Regions from separate parts of the Sus scrofa genome. Here region 2 is linked to region 1. A link is a contact called in public promoter capture Hi-C data. All regions are on one chromosome and are shown on one strand. The core of a region is the stretch at or near the end of the contact, and the rest is flanking DNA. Distances in the headings are between cores, read along the strand shown.

What was found. Promoter capture Hi-C pulls out the DNA fragments that hold promoters and counts their contacts.
Region 2: a contact with region 1 is called in a promoter capture Hi-C map of liver, with 5 times the contacts expected there. The contact joins the promoter of LRP1 here to the promoter of RBMS2 in region 1. A contact is called at or near these places in 1 of 5 promoter capture datasets (liver) and 1 of 2 datasets of contacts at active chromatin or transcription factors (alveolar macrophages).

Annotation. Positions count from the first base shown.
Region 1 is chr5:21,818,333-21,821,257 of Sscrofa11.1, forward strand. RBMS2 (RNA-binding motif, single-stranded-interacting protein 2) reads left to right here and starts at 1,520. Exons shown (of 17, transcript XM_021092894.1): 1 at 1,520-1,790. It overlaps GLS2 (glutaminase liver isoform, mitochondrial), which reads right to left and starts at 1,669. Exons shown (of 18, transcript XM_003481629.4): 1 at 903-1,669. The coding sequence starts at 1,084.
Region 2 is chr5:22,434,189-22,436,923 of Sscrofa11.1, forward strand. It overlaps LRP1 (prolow-density lipoprotein receptor-related protein 1), which reads left to right and starts at 1,448. Exons shown (of 93, transcript XM_021091826.1): 1 at 1,448-2,080. The coding sequence starts at 2,014.

The sequences.
Region 1 (2,925 bases), core at 270-2,769:
CAAAATTTCCTGCCCAGGTCCATTTCTGTGGTCTCAAAGAGACTCAGCCACCAAGTGTTGCTGGGTGGTCGGGGAGAGAGTTGCAGCCTCTCCCGCAGAGTAAGAGCACAAGGGAAGCGCACTCTTTAAATCAGGGAGCCTGAGCAGCATATATAAGGACTCTGATCCGCTCTGGTTTGGGAAATCTGCGTCTTATGATTTTTTTTCCCCCATTATAAAGATTTTCCTGTATGACTAGGTCACTTTGTGTGTACAGCAGAAATTGACAGAACATTGTAAATCAACTATAATAAAAAATTTGTAATGAAAAAGATTTTTCTTATTCAAAGACCAATTGGAGAACCACCCTTATTCTACAGATTAGGGAGCCCTGATAACGCACACCCCCAACACGTACGCAAACGACATACGCACACACCTGCGCACCAGTAATACACAAGCATCACACATTACACACCAAAACACAAACCACTCACAGACCCCAAAACATCAGGACTAGAGGTAGGCTGTTCCATATCCATGCATCCCCTAAAATACACTCGAGGACCGGGGAGGAGTGAAGGGTGAGGGGTGCGGTGAGCACACGGCTCTGCCCTCAGACACGTGCACCAAGCAACACTCCGCGCCCCCCCCCCCCCGCGCTCCCAATTAAGTACGCACCTTGGACATGCACCATTCCGAGGACCGACCTGCCCAAACGCCCTCCCGGGCAGACGGCACGTTACCGCCCGAGTGCGGCGGACCCAAAGCCCCAATTCTAAAGGAAAAGGCATCGCAGGCCAATAAACGAGGAGAGAAGGAAGATGCGATGCGCTTCTGGGGGAAGGGGACTCAGAAACTAGTGAGAACGACAGTGGGAGTGGGAGCGAGCCTGTCCCCTGACCCTGCCCAGCAAGCCTTACTGATCCTGGTGCAGCGGCTGGTGGCTGTGCGGAGTCTCCCTGCCCTGCGCCGCGGCCTCACTGAGGTGGTGCCGGACGCCCCCGCCAAGGAGAGGGCTCCGGCTCAGGTGACCCCAGCCTCTCTGCCGGCAGTGACTGCCGGCCCGGCTCAGTGCATTCTGCAGAGCTTTCATAGAGCGCATCCCCCTAGACCGCCGCCGGCTCGGCTAGAGCGCCCAGGGCGTCTGAGCGGTGGCTGGAGGGAGGGGCGGAGGAATCGTGGACCAGGTGGGGGTAGTTCTGCGAGGGAGTGCAGAGCTTGGGAGGTGCGGAGGCGGCGCCCAGTGAGTGGCGTTGAAGAAGGAGGAGGGACTGGTTCCTCCAAGGCTCCAGCCACTGCCAGGTGCACTCAATCCCACCGATAAAGGGAATCGGTGAGGAGTGAGCTAGATGGAAAAATACCAAAAAGGTTGTAAAGGCTAGCTTGAAAGGGGCGGTGCCTGAGAGTTGGGATGGACAGTGTTCGTGTCCAATCGTTGAGGAAGCAAAAATCTTGGGGGCGGAGAAAAGATGAGGCTACCCAATGAAAACAAGGGGGTGTGCCGTTCGCAAAAGCCGGTGGATTCCTCCGCGCACCCGCCCTCTGCGGCGGGTCTCTCGTGCAGCCGCTGAGGGCGGGAAAGCTGAGGTGAGGCAGCTCGAAGGGCGAGGACGCGGTGGCGTCAGGACGATGGAGTTCTCGGAGAGAGAGGAGAAGCGTTCTTCTTTGCACTTGGAGAAGCATGAGCTCTGTTCAAGAGGCTTTTTAGTGACCTTCGACATTCGAAGGCCAGAACCCGCCCTCAATAACCCGCCTCGTAGTGCGGCGTGGAGGCCAAACGAACGTCTATTCTCCAGCACGCAGTGTTGGTGAGTGAGGAGTCAGATGGCTGGAAATTACCCCAACCAGGAGCAGCCCCCCCCGCCCCCGAGCGCTTCAGTGAAATCAGGAGGCCGCGAAAAAAGACACCCTGGGTTGCTTGGTTGCCTGGCTTCTCGTTTTATTTCTACCAGTTATTTGGGGACTGCTTAAAACTTAGGTATTCTTAACCTTGAGCCTGTAAACATTTTATAAACAGTTTGGTGCTCTGTCAATTTTAGCTGTTTTAATTGCTTGCTGTATTCATCACGGGCAGAAAAGATAGACAAAAAGAATTTTGAAAACTAAGCACATTTAGGAATCTTATCATTGGTAACGAGGAGAGCATTCACCTCTATCTTTACACTGTCTCACACAGCATCTGTAGTTTGTAGGAGCTCGTTGAAATAACAGCTATTATGGCGCATCAACCACTTGGTTGGTCTGTCTCTTCTTCTTACTGGAGACCTGCAGATTAGGTTATTAGTCCCGTTCTGAAGATGAGGAAACTAAGACTCCAAAATTGACTTATTTGAATAAGACAAACCCAGCTAAGTACCAGGGCCAGGAATCAGATCCAAGTCACTGACTACAAGGCTCTCTCCATCATGCTGCACTTCCCAAAATTAACCATTGAATTATCCCAGGAAATGAGCTAGTTTCTGAATGAGGCATTTAGGTGGAAGCAACAGTACTGAGAGTTGTCTAGAGGCTGGCAGTATCACAGAATGCTGCCTTTCGTTTTGTTTTTGGGTTAACATGAGCATCAAAGGGGGGAAAAAAGGAATTGCCTTTTGGCCTAGAGGTTAAGGATTCTTTGTTACTACTGTGGCTTGGGTTAGATCCCTGGCCCTGGAATTTCCGCATGTGGCCTGCATGGCCAAAAAAATAAGATAAATGAGTACTAGGGGCAGCTGTGAGAAAATCAAAATCTTTCTCTGGTGTGTTCTGTAGAGAGGGAGTTCTCCTTTGGCTTGGTTAGGGTTGGAGGGTTTATTTGATTTGAAATCAGGTGGAGTGACTTTTTGCTTTTGTTTGTTTTTCCCTTCTCTAGTCATTCGCTAATGTGCACAATCCATTCTCCTATAGGTGAGACTAATTCTGGGACCCCACCTTACTCTGGCTGTCTTTGGCTTTGCCCATGAC
Region 2 (2,735 bases), core at 198-2,697, 620 kb after region 1:
GAAATGGAAGAACTCTGAGCTCCATTTCAAAGGGGAAAAAAATGACAAATCTCAAGCACAGGCTTTGCAGGACTGGCTATAGGAAAGGCCCAGCTGGCAAAAAGTCTGAGGTTTCCAGCCTGGGAGAGTCTACAGGCAGGTGGCCTTGGCCCTGAGCAAAGCCAGCCTGGTGGAAGTTGTAGTTTGGAGGAAAGGTCTAGCTTCTTCTGGATTCCTCTCTTGCTCTCACTGCCATCAACAAACACTCCACGCTGCTCTGCTTTCTGCCAAGGCCAGACTGGAGTGAGGATTTGGGGCCTTTTCTTGAATTTTAAAAGGGAGAAGGGTGGTGCAACCCTCCCTCATTTCAAACGTCAGTTTCCGGCAGCCGACGTTGCCTGCCTTCTCCCTGAACTCTGACTTCGTCGACACCAGAAAGTCAGACATCCATGGTACAGCCTCAAAACACCACCCAGAAGGGGGCAGTGGCCAGAGGCACATTCGCCGGGCTCTGGGAACCGCCCGGCGCCCAGTGGACTCAAAGCAGCATTCCCATAGGGACTTAGGCCAGGACAAAGGTCTGGCACTCTGCAGACACCTCCTTAGAACTCAAGGCCTGGAGACAGAGGTCTAGAGTCCCTCATCTTATTCCAAATCCCTGCTGCTTGGAATCTAAAACCCCGACTTGGTAGGAAGCCAGTCAGAAGGTATAAAAAACAAAACACCAAACAAAAAAATAAATGAGCCCAGACCTCTTGGGGCTAAGAGGGGTGGCCCTTCCTCAACCCCACCCGCTAGTGACTCACCTCCCTCCAAACCAGGGACTGCCCCTCCCGCGCCCGGTGCCAGGAGAGCAGGGCGGGGCGGGTACTAAGGTGGGCTCCATCCCCAAGCCCTAGGCGAGCGGACAAGCTCCGGCGTGTCCCCGCGGGTGTCCCTGTTTACTCCAAGCCCTAGAGCGAGGTGAGGGCGGGACTTCTCGGCCCCTCCCCCAACCCGCCCCCCTCCGCCGCAGGCCCCAATCCTGGTCCCGGTCTTACAAAGTCTCCAAATCAAAGCTCAGCCTCTCCCCGTATCTTCCCAGCGGACTGGCGGCCCCCGCCCCCACCCCGGGCAGCGGAGGCACAGTCGGGCTTTCTCGTGGAGCTCGGGCCTCGACCCAGACCTCTGGGTCTTGGATCCCCAGACCGGGCCTGATCCTAGGGCAAGACACCGAGTTTCAAAGAGAAGCCGCTCAGGGCTCCTCGCCCCCTGTTCAACCCCCCTCGCCTCTTCAGTTCTGCAGCGCAAGGGACCAAGCCCCAGTCAAGGAAAAAGGCGCTCCAGGCCCAAAACTAGCCAGCAGGGCCGGGACCCCCGCTCTAGGACCGCTAGCCAGAGATCCAAATCTGGTCGCCTCTCTGACTCCCCCTCCCCAGGGCAGCGCGCCAAATCAGCGCATGCGCACTCACAGGACTGCCGCGTAGCTCTTCCCCCCCCCTTTTTCTTTCCCCGCCCCTTCTCTCCCTCCCTCCTCTCCTGGTCCCCTCCCTCTCCCCCCTCAGCCCGCCCCGCGACACCTCAGTCCGGGTAACAGTGGTGCGAGCTCCAGGCCCGTGCACTGAGGAGGCGGAAACCAGGGGAGCCCCCAGAGCTCCATCAGGCCCCTTCCAAAGGCTCCCCCACCCGGTCCACGCCCCCACCCCCCTACCCCGCCTCCTCCCAATTGTGCATTTTTGCAGCCGGAGGCGGCTCGGAGATGGGGCTGTGAGCTTCGCCCGGGGAGAGGGGGAAAAGAGGAACGAGGAGAACAGCAGGGGTGAAGGGTTTGGATTGGGGGGCTGGGGGTGCAGCTGGTCTGCAAGCCCTTCCCAAGGGGGCTCCGAACTTACCTCGTCACCCACGCCCCTGGTGCGCTGTGCTGAAGGATAGGATAAGAATAGAGGAGGAGAAGGGAGGAAGGAGGAAAAAGGGGGACCCCCCAATTGGGGGGGGCGACGGCGAGAAGTAACAGGACCAGAGGGGAGAGGGCTGCTGCTTGCATCAGCCCACACCATGCTGACCCCGCCGCCGCTGCTGTTGCTGCCCCTGCTCTCAGCTCTGGTCGCTGCCGCTATCGATGGTGAGTGAGATCCCGCGGCCCCCTTGGACCCCTGGGGACACCCACTCCCCAGCCCCCACTCCAGCGTTCGGAGGGGAAGGGAGACGCGGGAGGGGGTGCCTTTTGTTATCCCAGTCCAGCTGACACAGCAGCGGCCCAACTGGGGGTGGGGATGGGGGGGTCCAATTTGGAGAATGGGGGCCCTGACAAATGATGCTTCAGGGACCCCCCAGCCCAAACAAAGACCAGAGGCCTAGGAAGGGAGAAGAGGGATCCCCTTTTTCTGATCCTGGGATCTAGAGGCCTTCTCTTCCTATCTCTGGTCGGGGAGGGCCTGCGCCTCTTCTACGTCCTCCACCCCCCAACCCCCCATCTGAATTGTAAAGGAATCCGGATTTACAATGTACTGGTTGCAAAAGGGGGCGGGGGTCCTTTTGCAGTGCCCTCTGAATCTGAAAGGGGGAGCCAGGTCAGGGGTGCCCTGCTGAGAGCAGACAGGCCCTGGAGAAGGCTGTGGGTGGGGAGAGGGAGGGCCAAGAGAAGGCCCCCTGCTTGGGTGTGGAATCTGGGCCCTTGGAGACCAGGCTAGGAGGCCTGGGTCCAGGATCCAGCAGGCTGCCAGCCTGGGTTCCGCGGAAATGGGCACTTCCCCTTCTCAGGGCCTCTGTCAGTAGCC